Regions from separate parts of the Gossypium hirsutum genome. Here region 2 is linked to region 1. Evidence: chromatin contacts called from public Hi-C data. All regions are on one chromosome and are shown on one strand. Each heading gives the region's core, a stretch centred on a gene start, on an enhancer-like site or on the middle of the called end of the contact. The rest is flanking DNA. Distances are from core to core; before and after follow the strand shown.

Evidence for each region. A called contact is a pair of places that touch in the nucleus more often than the background predicts.
Region 2: a contact with region 1 is called in a Hi-C map of leaf, with 2.2 times the contacts expected there. The contact joins the promoter of LOC107908269 here to the promoter of LOC107915126 in region 1. A contact is called at or near these places in 3 of 34 Hi-C or Micro-C datasets (leaf and seedling).

Annotation. Positions count from the first base shown.
Region 1 is chrD08:8,734,642-8,742,225 of Gossypium_hirsutum_v2.1, forward strand. It overlaps LOC107915126 (histone H1), which reads right to left and starts at 4,570. Exons shown (of 2, transcript XM_016844269.2): 1 at 4,170-4,570; 2 at 3,155-4,073. The coding sequence starts at 4,352. The coding sequence ends at 3,414. LOC121220254 (a long non-coding RNA gene) reads right to left here and starts at 207. Exons shown (of 5, transcript XR_005917468.1): 1 at 1-207.
Region 2 is chrD08:8,877,796-8,885,379 of Gossypium_hirsutum_v2.1, forward strand. It overlaps LOC107908269 (probable galacturonosyltransferase 6), which reads left to right and starts at 3,267. Exons shown (of 3, transcript XM_016835499.2): 1 at 3,267-3,602; 2 at 3,948-4,469; 3 at 5,227-5,502. The coding sequence starts at 3,267. The coding sequence ends at 5,502.

The sequences.
Region 1 (7,584 bases), core at 3,320-5,819:
GGATCTGCAGCATGGGATAATGCAGACCACTATCAACGAACCTGGACATCCCATTATTTTCCTTTATTACAACTAAGAACCTATTCAACGCTCAAATAAAAAATGAATTGTTTAGCAAATGGTTGTCAATTGATGACCCACCCATAAACATGAAGAAAATAATGGTAATCCAGATTGTGAATGAAATATGTAACTAGGATCACAATTTATGATACCTGGAAGTTAAAAGTGAAGCATTTCACATATTCAAAAGAATCCCCATTTTCGGTAGAGTGATCCTGCAAATACAAACCACTGTAATAATGAAACCACAACAATTTTTTCCCTTTTGGAACTGTTTTATAAAATACCATATTATAGAGCTGTTCTTGAAAAACAATTGTTCATAATAGAAGCTGCTCTGAACAACAATTGTTCTAAACATAGTTCTTGAAATGCAATTATGCTAAACAAAAGTTATGGACATTAGCTATTATCAAGAGGAGCCATTCTAAAATGATAGCTACCTTGGATGACAAATGTTCTAAATGAAGCCTTGTTTTGAACATAGTTGTTTCAAATTTAGATTCTCAAACAATAATTGTTCTAAACAATAACTATTCTAAACAAGAGTTGTTCTTCCAGAAGAGATATTAATAGAAGCAACTCTGCTACTTGTTTCGAGTTAAACTTTGTTACTATCTTTGGAAGTGTAAGTTCCTAAAACATAATCTTAGTTATCTCCGAAAAAAGATAAGATATTAGTAGCCAAAACAAAGCATCTACACACATCTACTCCTTAAAAGGGCTGGAAAGATTAATGAAAGCCTTGTTAATATCACTGATGTTTAGGATTTGTATGAGTTTTGTACAGCAAAGAACGAGAAAGATAAAATGGAATCATTGTCAGAAATAAAAAGAAAATAAAGAAATTTTCAAACGAAAGCAATCAAGATGTAGCACCAAGGAGGCAAGTTTCCTTATTACACCCCTCAAGAAGGTGACGGGAGGAGACACCAATCCTGAAACAATCCATCTCAAAAGCAGGTCATGGTAAGGATTTTGTGAAGACATCAGCAAGTTGAACACCAACAAAACTGTGAGCAACAAAAAGATCTTCCTCATGAATCTTGGACTAAGCAATATGATAATTAATTTCAATGTGTTTCATGGAGAGTAAAACACAAGATTGACAAACAAATGTAGCATCGAGATTATCACGGTAAAGTGGGAGAGGATTAGGCAATGAATAGACAACTCAAGAAATAAATTTATGACCCAACAGAGTTAGGCATTGGCATTCAAGATGGCACAATATTCTGCTTTTGTTGATGACCGCGCAATGCCCTACTGCTTGTGGGAAGCCCAAGAGATTGGATTTTGGCCAACAAACACAATGAAACCACCGGTGGAGCTCTGGTCATCCTTGTTTCAGCCCCAATCTGCATCAAGGAAAGCCCATTAGAGGAGAATCTCGATAGATGAAGAGACCATGATCAGTAGTGCCTTGAAGATACCTCAACACATGCTTGAGGGCTGTCAAGTCTTGTTCAGTCGGCTTGCTTGAACACTAAGCTAACTTATTTACAACAAAGGCTAGTATGACAAGATACTCATTTTGTTTCAAGAGTGAGGAATCTTCTCCTTGACTCAGTGAGAATTTAAGAGATATATTTATTGCATTGGCATGAAATAACTTTTGCTCGATCAGGAACATCTAAAATGTAGTGATGTTAAAACAAAACTAAGCCATCTTGCATAAAGCAGGCTTCAATACCAAGTAATCTATATCACCAAGAGCCCTCAACAAAAACCTATAATTAATATAGCCTCAAGAAACTTATTAATAGTATTCAAATTAGGACTGCTGATAATGAAACCATCAACATAAACCAAGAGGTAAATGAATGCGCCTGAGTATCTTGAAATAAAAGGAGAATTATCAGATTGTGCTGGCTTAAGACCATAGATAGCCTTATGCAGGTGACAAACATGTCAACAAACCTTGGTGGCTGGCTCGTGAAGACCTCTTCTTCTAAAGGATCCATTAAGGAAAATATTGTGAAAGTTAATTTGTTGAAGTAGCTAACTGCTAATCACAAGAGAAAGTAATATCCAGATTATAATATACTTATGACAATAGGTGAAAAGTATCTCCTTAGTCAATCTTAGGTCATTAGCTAAAACAATTCACAAGTTAAGCCTTGTAATTAATGGTGCCATCGGGACTGAAATCCCCATTTACATCCTACCACATTCTTAACTTCTTTCGCGACCAACAACCATGTTCCCTGTTTCTCAGGACAGTGAGCTCTGCTTGCACAGCTTGGGACCAACTGGGGCCTTTGAAGAGGCTTCACAAGTGGGATGGAGATTAAAGCATCGGTTATGGAGAAAGGTTTAGTGGTATGGCTTAGGGTTCGTGATACCAGAAGAAGGGCTGGAATAACTAACTCAAGCCTTGCCATGCACAAATTTTGTACAGCAAAGAATAAGAGAATCATTGACAAAATAAAAAGAAAATTAAGAATCATCACCATAAAGGAAAGCAATTAAGAGATAATAACAAAGAGGAAAGTTGCCTAATTACTCCTCCATTCATTCATTTTGCCCCCAACTATATTAACTAATTTTTCACTCCATGAAAAACCTAAAAGAAAAGCAAGCAATGAAGCATGTTAAATAACCACGTTTATATGCATCAAGGCTCGAGCACAACCCCACTCAACACAATTCACTAATTAGGTGAAGCTTTTAGGTTAGAAACCAAAATCGAAATAAAAATGCAGCGACTCATATTCCAAATAAATGCAGCTTTATAATTGCTTAAAAACTAGGCAAACTTGATAGTCACAATTTAAACCAGGAATGATGAATTTGATCAGCCGTGCCAGTTACATCATTGTTCCACTTAATCATACGCATTTCAATATTTTAGGATCAACAAATTCGTAAAAAACCTTAACCTTGGCTTCCAGTTTCGAAGCAGTGTAGCCGCACAGAAGCTGAATCCTTCAGAGCATTCCGCGCAACGTCTTTCTAACAGGCCACCGTTTCTTTGAATCTATTCCACCAAGCAACCCTATAAATACAAACCCTAGGCTTCTTAATTTGCAATCTATTCCCCGGTGGTCAATGCATAAAGAACGAGAAGAACAATAGAACGCAGATAACATGATAAAATATCAGGGAGCTCTGATTTCATCTCATAATCCATTCAACTGAAAAATTACATCTAAAATCTGCTTTAAAAACTAAGGAATTTAGAAATTTAGCGTCAATCAACAACAACAAAAAAAAAACAACCCCTCGAAGAAAAGTTCAAGAACAGATAAGATCCGATGTCATATTTTCATGGGTATGGACCCAAATACAGCCACTAAGCTTCACTCGAATTTACAAAACTACCCCTATGTTGACCACCCTCTCTTCTCTCATTTCTTTCCCCTCCTCGACGGGGCTTTCTTCGCCGGTGACTTGACACTCTTCGGCTTTACACTCTTCGCAGGAGCTTTTTTAGCCGCAGGAGCCTTCTTCGCAGCAGGCTTGGGAGCAGCAGCCCTCTTTCCGGGAGACGTCCTAGTTGAAGTCCTCGAAGCCTTAACCGGCTTGTCCTTAGGCTTGGCTGCAGCTTTTGACTTTGTAGCTGCAGTAGTCTTCGGCTTCACAGAAGCCACTGCCTTAGTCTTGGCTGGAGCAGCCTTCGCCTTAGAAGTAGGCTTTGGCTTAGCCGCCGGCTTACTCTTAGCCTTCGAAGTAGTTTTTGTCTTGGCCTTTGCTTTAGGAGTAGTTTTTGTACTCTTCCCTTCCTTAGGCTTTGAGGCAGGCTTAGACTTCGACTTAGTAGTAGCCGGTTTCTTTTTTGCAGGAGCAGAAGCAGCAGTAGCCGTCTTCGAAGACCTAGCAGAAGGAAGTTTATACGAAGCCTTAACTTTAACCAACTTCCCAGCAGCCACAAGCTTCTTCAAATGGACAAGCAGAAGCTTCTTGAAATTTCCAGGAAGATTCTTCTGCTTCTCTTCAATGAACTTAGCAATGGCGTACTGACTTGAACCTGTCCTCTCTTTCAAAGTAACGATCGCATCTTTGATCATCTGTAACAAACCAATCAAATATCAATACGCAATCACACCCAGAATACCAAAAAAAATAAAAACAAATAACAGTATATTTTGTGAATCATGAAGTACCTCTTCGTAAGGAGGATGAGTAGGAGCAGCCCGTGGTTTCCTAGGAGCTGCAGCTTTCTTGGTTTTGGGTTCTTTGGCTTTCTTTGCTCTGCCGGATTTTGAAGTAGCTTTGGTCTCAGCAGTCTTGTCCTCCTCCGTCTCGGGTGCGGGGTCTGCCACGACTGCCGGGTCCTCGGTTGCCATTTGCTAAACGATGTAGACAGGAGGAATCTGGGATTAGGATTAGGGTTTCAGGAAAAATTGGGGAATCGGAAATAAGAGGAAAGGAGAATTTTGGATCTAATCTCAAAGCGAAGATGTACTGGTAATTTCGTTGTGGGAGGAAGGTGACGGAAATGAAGGGATTTAAATAGTCAAATGTGAGAAAGACGGTATCCATAAGATGAATTTTGATTGGTGGAGACGACTATCACGCGGATCCCTGTCTGTCTTAAGTTTAAATACGGATCGTTAGATAAGGCGATATCTACGGTTGAAGATGAGGGGCGCAAGGGAATGGGTGGGGAGGAATGAGGAAGAATTGATGTTTTGAGCATTTTAGGTGTGCTTTTGGTCTCGATTGATTTGACCATGACTTAAGTTATAGCTTATAATTTTTTTTGAAATTTTTTCCATTGTTAAGTTTATTATATAAGCTTTCTATTGAATATTTTTACATATTTTTTGGACAATTCATTTGTAAGATATTTGATTTTGAAGCTACATTGGTCAAAACCATGGTTTACCATGATGTTATTGTGGTTTAGGAGGAATTTAAGAAAATGCTTGTTATGAATCCAAATTTTTTGCATCTTATTTGATAATAGATTAACGAAGGAAACTAATGCTTCAAGAATCATGAAATTTGGTTAAGAATTGGATGGAAATTTTTCACTTCAAATGTTGTTGAAGTTGAACATGTCCTATTGATGTTTGGCATGTGTGACAATAGACATATCATTCAATTCATGGCAAATCAAAAATTGGAACCATATTTAATCCAAAACAAAACTTGATTTGTTATGTTGTATGTGACATTATTCATTACATTTGTTAACCTTAAACTTAAAATGTGAATCAAACAAAAATTTTATATCCATTAATTAAGGTAGCAATGTAAATCTTTCTTTTTTAACATGTGAATATGCTCTATTACTATTGTCTAATTACACATTTCCTATACTCAAATCTTCATTCTAATCATCTTATTCTATGACTATAAATTCAAAGTTCTACTACACCACATCATATCTCATCAAAATAACCTATAGAATGTTTGGGTTTCTCAAAAGCATTACATCTAAGCATATTAATTGATTTGGAGCAAAATCTTCATTTGATGTTAGTATGATTCTATTCAATGTAAAACTTATATGTAAGTTATGCATTAACTTCTCCACCTAAATGAAACATGCTAATGTTGATCTAAAGCCATATATATGTAAGCCATTATAAGTATAATCGAATCCATTAATTATATAGCAAGTTATTTGAATAATTAAGTTAATTTATCATCTAATTTTTTGCTACAATGATTAGTATCTTTGATGTTGAACCTTTAACATTGGAGAATTGAAAATGTTTGTTCAAGCATAAAAACATGATAAGTAAACATCTTCTAAGACTTGTTTGATGTTAACCTTGGAGGATTAAAAACCTTTTATTTAAGAACATCTCTAAAGCCATGCTTGATGTTTTCATGTAGAATTTTCAATGGATTTAAAAAGTTAATTTAGTATTTAGATTTGGGTATAATTACTTATAATTACATATGTGATATGAGTAATTATTAAAATTAATAGATGTCATTGAATTGAGTTTATCAAGAGCACATGATTACTTGTTTTGATTCATATGAGAGGTTGAGAATTAAGGAATTGCGTGAGATAATTAGCCATAATGAACTTTAAACTTCTTTTTTAACTATTTTTGTAATTATATAACTATGGAATTATAATTTGTACTATAAAATATTATATGATAAATTAAGACATAATTAAATTCTACTAGCTAAATACATATAGTGAATTAGAACTCTTATAGTTACAAGATGGAGTAATTATTATCCTAACAATTACACTTTCTTGCAAGTACTTTGAGGTATCCATATACGCCTTTACGATACATTTGATTCACTGAAATGGAATAGAATAGGAATTCTATAGCTGTTCAGTGGGAATAGAATAGTGAGATTATAGGTTTTATGTTGTTTGGTTGGTTGAATAGAATAAACATATATTAGTATTACATTGTTTGGTTGGGTAAAACAACATTTCATAATAGGTAAGGAATAGACTTAAAATGACAATTTATCATTAGATTAAAATAATATTTTATCTATTTTCTTATTAATATATTGTAATTTTTTAAAAGCATTATATTTATAAATAAAATAAAAATTCTAATAATTTATTTATTCCTTTCAAAAAATAATAAATTATTTATAAAAATTTTAATGTAAATTTATTAAAATATTTTATAATTATTATAAATATTATATTAAAATATGATTCTAAAATAATAATTGTACCTAATATATAATATTTAGTGTGTTAAAAAATATTACAATATAAATATATATTATTTATAGTATTCAACAATTATACAAATATTATTTTAATATATGATGCAAATATTAAATGTTATTTAATTGTGAGAACCATTGAGTTTTTATTATGTGATGCGAGTTTCAAGATCCAATTTCAGACTTATGGATGTGATGGGCTTACACTACCTCAATGCCAACAATAAGGTCAAATGCTAAGCAAATCAAACCAAGATTCGATTAAAGACAATATGTTAGGATGAATCTTTTCGAGGATGAATCTTTTCGAGGAAATAAAGAATGATACATGCACGGAATGAGTGAAATTTATTAAAGTCAATTCAACCAAGTTGCCAATTTCAAACTGAAAAGATTAATCAACTTGTGACAAATTTTTGGAAAGGATCCAGACATTTGTGGGTTTAAATGCCTACATAACGTTTGAAGATATATCTCTTAATTTTGAAACGCACTTTGAATCACTCGATTTCGAGTTCGGGAGCTCAAGTTATGATCGTTTTAGTGAAGACTACGCGAATAAAATTTCTAGACAGGATTATGACAGGAATTACGAGTTTCGGGCTTTTAATTCAAGTTTAAATCATATTGGGTTCAATTTTTAGGCTTAATTTTTATTATATATGAGTCCAATATTGTATTTATTAGGTATTATTATTTTATTACTTATTTATTTTAAATTTTGGATATTGTTTAAGTATTTTAAGTTGTTTAGGAGTTTTTGTTTCTTAGTCAAATAAGAAAGTTTAATTTAAAACTACTTATTTAGATTAATTAAAGTTCCAGTATACTTTAGAGTTTTATTTGAATGTACTTAGCTAGTCTATATAAAGGCTTCTTCCTTGTTCATTAAGCACACATTATTTTTATTAA
Region 2 (7,584 bases), core at 2,017-4,516, 140 kb after region 1:
TCCGTAGCCAGCATAGTTCACATCTTGGGGTTTGCATGTGATGAGTTTGCATCCTCTCATGAACTCACCCCGAGTGAGTTCACACCACTATTCAGGCAAACCCGCACCTAGAGAACACATATTAATCCTAGAATAGGATACGTGTTGGCATGCATGGGGTTTAACTAGGACGTCGCATCCAGAAACAGGGACCGCATCATATAAATAGAGAATTTAACCCCCTTTGAAAGACAAACATACAAAAACACTCAACACGCATCATTCCAAATATGAGAGTAGGTGAGAGCAACAATATTCCAAATCTTTTCCGTAGTATCAAGCAGCAAATAAGTTTTGAAAATATGAGATTGCATAGAGTTGATAAACCATACCATAACAGAATTCGTTGAATCCCATTAACTAAAAGTTGAATCAGTCAGTTTAAGTTTCGTCGTGGTACCAGTGATGTATCCCTACAATCCACGAGCCTTGACAAACAACAAGCAGGACCTTGACCAAACAAGATAATTATGGTCATCAAGCTTCACAGGACTAATTTGCAACGAGGGATGATCGGTTGGAGTCACGAGCTTCTCGTCCTTCTGACATAATGTTGAAAAAGACAACTAATACCCCAAAATCTGCTTCAAAAAATTATAACAAAGATCCCTCCAAGAAAGCACAAAAGAGATCTCACACAAAAAAACTAAGGTCACGTGCGACATGTGAAGTAAAGAGGCAGAACCTTGTGACATCGTGTGAGGCTCACGTGCGGGTCTTCTGGTAATCGAACTCCGGGGTTTCGCCGGAGATTGGATTCCGACTCCAATGGTACGAGCAGTGAGAGAAAAAAATAAAGGGTTAGGATGGATAGTACCAATTTAGTGTTTCTAGGGTTTTTGGAACAAAACTTTGATAACCAGAAAAAAATTATCCCTAAAAACGGATCAAAAATCTAATACCATGATGAAAGTAGAGATGAATACTCTAATTGAGGAAAATCCCAATTTCTCAAAAGTATGTATAGGTATATATGCATGAAGCATTGAATCATGTAAGGAAAGAATATCTCTAATCAGAATTTCTAAAAGTCAAGTATAATCAGTAATAATTAGCTATTCAATGTTGTCAAATAAGTCAAAGATTCTCAACATATATCATTACCGGAAAGGCGCATCTTCACAGCTTAGCCTTTAGGCATTCCCAATAGCTTTCTTGAGAACCAGTTGACTTCCCTTCTCTAATTACTAGGTCTTCTCCCAATATCACACCTAGGCATCATGTTCTTTCAAATTTGGGCAGAAAAATTGCACTAAAAAAATAAATGGTCTACGTTTGTAGTCTTTCAACAGAAGCAACAAAGCGTCATCCTCTATCAAATCCCATCTCTTCAGCCTCTGCTTCATAGCTAGTCTATCTTTAATGGAAAGCCAACCAATATAACTATGACTGGGGATGTGTGTTTCGGCCCCAAAGCAGCTTACCCCAGCTCACCTTTTGCCTCTTATCATGTAGGATCTCCCATTCAAACTTAATAGTGTACTGTCCAATTCGAGAAAGGACCCAAATTTTCTCATCATCATCACCAGTAATATTTCTTACCATAGTCCATGCCTCCTCTATGTCCTCACTCAAGGGGTCTGGCTGCCTCCATCTACTATCTTTCCAAATTTCATTTACAACTAATGCTCTTCTAATATCAGAGTCACTTATACTAATGTTTGAAGGTGCCCATCTACTGTCCGTCAACTTCGAAATTCCCTAGAAGTTGAGTTTACAAAGTTTAGTCTTTTTCACCCACACTACCCACAAAGAAGTCTTGGAGGTAAGAACCTTCCATAATTGTTTTCCCAGGACAGCCTTATTCCAACTCTCTAATGCTTTGATCCCTAAACTGTCCTCACTCTTCGACAAACAAATATCTTTCCAGGCAACAATTTCCTTGCTCCCCTCATTTTTGCCCCTCCATAGATAGTTCCTGCATTTTATATCAATGGCTTTACTTATTGACATTGGGAGGATGAACACAGAACACCAAAACACTTGTATGCTTCTCAACACAGCCAAAATGAGTTGAAGTCGTCCATCATATGAAAGGAATTTTACAATCTACTTATTAATTCTGGCTTATATCTTTTCAACATATTCATCACGATTTTCCTTTTTCAACCTAGTAGAACTTAGCGGGATGCCCAAATACTTCACAGGCAATTCGCCTTCTTGACAACCTATTTGCTGATGAGTTTCATGCTTCAAGAGATCAGTACCACCGGAGAAATAGAGATAACTCTTTTTATCATTTACCTGCAAACCACAAACTACATGAAAACGATTCAATGTATCTTTTATCCAAACAACAGACTTGGCATCTCCTTTGCAAAATATGAATAGATCATAGGCGAAACGTTGGTGATTTAACCTCATGTCTTTACAGCCCTTATGAAACTGAAAGTATCTAGGAAATTTAGTCAAGCATCTAGACAAATATTCAGCAACTAATATGAACACAAGTGGCGACATTGGGTTTCCCTGTCTAAGGCCTTTCCTTCCAGGAAAGAATCCCTCCAAACAATTGTTAATCATAATAGAAAAGGTCACGCTTCAAACACACTCAAAAACCCAAGAAATAGATCTCCTTAGGAAGTTTAAACCCAGGAAAACCTCTTCAAGGAAGTCCCAACAGAGAGAAACATATGGCTTTCATAAGTCCACCTTAAATGCACACTGCATATCTCTAGTTTCTTTGCAGTAGCCCCTTGCAAGTTCATGAGCCATAAGGCTGCTACCTAATATATTCCTCCCAGCAACAAATGCAAACTGCATTTGTATATCCAGAACCCTGCCCAACCTTGAAGCCAAAATTTTAGTAATGATTTTACAGTACAACGGGCAATAGGCCTATAGTCAGATAACCCCTTTGGATTTTGACATTTGGGTACGATGGTCAATTAGTAGAGTCCACCTGCTTAGGCATTCTTCCATTCTAAAGTCTGGATAGCTATAGTAATCTCATGACTGATAATATTCCAAGCTTTCTTGAAAATGAAACTATTAAAACCATCCCCTCTAGGTGCCGTGTTATTCTCTATGCTCCAGAGAGCCTCTTTAATCTCCATTTCAGTAACCTGACCACAGAGAAAAAGACCTCTTCAGTTACAATATGAAAGCTGAAATTCAAATTCTTAAGTACCATTAAGTAAATAAGTTTATATTTAGGGTTTATGCTTCCATAGAACTTTATATCTGAAGAACATTTGAATTTCAGTGCATCGCAGAAAATTAGATCTATGGAGGTTTTGTTGGCCAAAGCAAATCATGCATTCACTGACTGCTTTGAAATAGCTGAAACCCTTCGTGCCATGGCTAATGATACTGAAGAACAGGTTCAAGTAGAGAAGAATGAAGAGTCATATCTCATTCAGCTTGCTGGAAGGACTACCCCTAAAGGTCTTCATTGCCTCTCCATACGGTTGACAACTGAATATCTTTTACTTCAACCTGAGGAAAGACAATTCCCTAACCAACATAAATTGCAAGATCTAGATTTTTATCACTATGCTGTGTTCTCTGACGAAATTCTGGCTTGTGCAGTTGTTGTTAACTCCACAACTGCCTCTGCAAAGGTAAACTGACTTTGCCCCTTGTACACTATTTATTTTTAAAATTTTTTTTTATCATTTTCATTAACTTTCAATCTCTGCTTATTTTAGTGATGTTAAACATGTTTTTGCTTGTTGAAAGTGATTTTCATTATTAACAGTTGTGTTCAAAATTGTGTGCGTAAAATCATGCCAGAATGCCTTGTCGTATTACGTTGCTGGAGCCTCCAAATCAGTTCCCTTTTAGAGAGATAATAGTCTTCGGTCATTATTCTCCTTATTTTTTATAAGTTAGCTAGTTAGTTCAGGATTTTGCCAAGATTCCTGTTAGTGATGTTATATATCTAATAAATAATATTGGTTCTGTAGGAGCCGGAGAAAATTGTTTTCCATGTAGTGACCGATTCTCTTAACCTTCCAGCAATTTCAATGTGGTTTTTATTAAATCCTCCTGGAAAAGCTACAATTGATGTCCAGAGCATAGAAAATTTTGAATGGCTGTCAACAGAATATTCTTCAGCATTGAAGGAACAAAAGTCCAATGATCCTAGATATACATCTGCCCTTAGTCATCTTCGGTTCTATCTGGCAGACATCTTTCCAGCACTGGATAAGATTGTGCTCTTTGATCATGATGTGGTAGTGCAAAGAGATTTAACTGGACTTTGGAGTGTTAACTTGAACGGAAAAGTACATGCAGCAGTAGAGACTTGTCACGAAAGTGAAGCTTCATTTCATTCCATGCATTTGTTTATGAACATTTTAGATCAATTTTCAGCAAAGAGGCTTAATGCTAGTGTTTGCACATGGGCATTTGGTATGAATTTTTTTAATCTCCAAGAATGGAGAAGACAAAATTTAACCAACCTCTATGGTGATTACTTGCAACTGGTATAGGCATATCCTTCCCTCTCTCTCTCTCTCTATATATATATATGTATATATATTGCTTCATGCTAATATAATAACGTGCTTGTTGGTTTAATTCCCAGAAATTATGGTTAACAATATCATATGCACAGACTCATCTTTGTTGATTGAAATTTGTTATCATTTGAAGCAGTTGAGATTTTACCTAATGATTCTCTGTCTAAATTTTCAATATAGACCATCTTTCTTACCCCTTTCTCTTTCTCCCACAGTTCTATTTTTGTCTATAGCAAATTAGCAATAGCTTTGTCTTAGTTTGGCCTATGAGTGATACACAAAAAAGTTAATTGGAACTATTCAACTCTTTAAATCTTGTAGGAGGTGTAAATACTCTGCTTTAGATATATACATTACATACCAGTTTCTATGAGATGTATTTTGCATGTTGTATCTGCTTTTAAAATCTTCCAATTATACTTTCTTTCCCCTAATTTGAAGTTCTGAAATGAATTTTATGATTGTGAAACTTGTGCTATATGCATCACGAGCTATTTTACTCGGATTTGGGTTTGAGTGTCAGATATAAATATAGTTAGATTTTTTTTAAATTGTATCATTTCTTCTTTTCTCTTATTAATTCTTTACACTTATGTTGCTTGGTTGTCTAGATTTATTATGAACTTTTTTCATGTTTATATACTTGATGTGATTTTATTTTATCATAGTACTGCACCTTATATGTGTTTCTAAAGCTTATTTTCCTGGTGTCTTGTTACAGGGACTTAAGAGGCCATTGTGGAAGACAAAGAGCTTGCCTTTAGGTTGGATTACCTTTTACAACCAGACCGTAGCTTTAGAAAAGAGCTGGCACGCATTTGGGCTAGGTCATAACTCAGGTCTTAGTCAAGGTGATATCGAGCATGCAGCAGTCATACACTTTGATGGAATCATGAAACCCTGGTTGGAAATAGGAATTGCTGAATATAAAGGCTATTGGAGCAAACATGTGCAGTATGACCATCCTTACTTACAAGAGTGTAATATCCATGAATAATTGAAGATCCAGCAAACAAGTGGAATTCTTTCATTCATTGGACCTCCCCAAAACTGCCCCAAATCGTTTTTGTAAATTTCAACTCATTTTTTCCCACAACTTTCCCAGCCATAATCTTTTTGGGGATTAGTTCAATTTATGGCAGTCCCCAAAGGGCAATAAGTTTATGCAGGGAGGCTCCATTGCAGTTATACATTGTACATTTCACCAAGTTTGATTTTTTTCTTTTATTTATTTTTGGTAAAAAAAGAAGAAGGGAAAAATGTTATGGCCTTATGGGATTTTTTAAAATTTATTTTTTATCTTTTCTACTTTTTCTTGTAATTACAAAGTTTAATTTCAAGTTTAGCCCAACTTAGCGTCAGGGTCATTGTTCTTTGTTTATATACAGATAACATGACAGGTGGACGAAATTGATTGGACGTATGTAGATAGGGTGTTATGAATAAACCCGTGGCTGTTGAACCAGGGAACCAAACCGAGCCTCCATCCGAAACTGCTAGGGCTACGAGTCAAAGAAAGCTTCCTCCAAAATTCTAGGATTTTGTCATGTAGACTACGACAGCAAGGGCATAACGACAGAAGGCTTATGGCTGCAGCATGCTTATTGTCACTTGAAATTTGTTTCTTTTTTCTCACCTTTATTCTCTGAGTGTACTGCCGGTTATATTCACTGGAAGAAATTCATCTTCAGCTTTCATCAATTTCTGCTCATCTCATTTTAGAAATTATTAGATTCTATTGTAGGAATATCTGGACACAACATTGGTGGTTTCATTGACCACCGACAGATATGGCAGATGGTACCCGACTCAAGTTACTCGATGAAAATGTCAAAGCCATCCAAGAATCGCATGCGCAGCTCCGCAAAGACGTTGATGGTATTACTAAATCCTTTGCTTCTCAACACCAGATGCCGTAAGAAATCCTAACTTGTCTGCCAGTTGTTTCCACGGATTCACCTCCCAAAACAGGGCCACATATCGCATCTCTACCAACTGGTTCTTCCATTGGCTCTCACAAACCCGTATCGATTCAGTTTGCCCGGTTTTCAGGTACGAATCTGGGTCGCTGGGTTTTGCAGGCAGAACACTATTTTACTTTTTACAATATCCAGGAACAGGATAGACTTACCATTGCTTCATTCTATCTTGATGATGATGTCGCGGAGTGGTTTGATTGGATGTATAGAAACAAACAACTTTTCGGGTAGATTCATTTTACGACGGTCTTATCAAGCGTTTCCGGTCTTGTGACCTGGGGTCACCTGAAGGACAGCTTGCCAAGCTGCAATAGACTTCCATGGTTCAAGACTATCGAGCACGGTTAGAGTTTGCGCCCAGCGCTAGTCGGATAAACCGACAAATGTATTTAGTGAGCGCAGCTCTAATTTGATAAACCAACGATATTTGCACCTAGCGCTAGTTGGATGAACCAACAAATGTATTTAGTGAGTCAAGCTCTAGTTAGATAAACCAACGATAGTTGCACCCAGCACTAGTTGGATAAACTGACGAATGTGTGCCCAGCATTAGTTAGATAAACAAATATAAATTGCGCCCAGCGCTAATCGGATAAACCGACGATATTAAATGTGAGCCCATATCTAGTTGGTTTAACCAACAAATTGACACTATTTCATTTCACAATTTCCTCATTCATTAAATATCATCTTCATTCAAATATAGACAAAATATTGTATATCAAGTATTCAAATAACATCTAATAATAGTCAAATAAATAGACAAAAGGTTAAGTTCAAGACTATGAACTTACCAAAATACGACGGATGCTACGAATCAAATACATCTACCTAGTGATCCTTTCCTTCCCACGGTTGATACCCGATCTATTCTTTTCTTGATCAAATTAACAAATTAATTCAATTACTTAATTTGAATACCATACTTGCTTTTAATTAAATCAATTAACCCTAGATCATAATTTATACTTTTACCCTCAACAATTGACATTTACTCAACTAAATCATTAACATCAAAATTAGCTTGATTGCATCTTCATCTAATTTCCATAACTAACCACATATACATATAATTTATTAACAATCCCTAAATTCTTGAA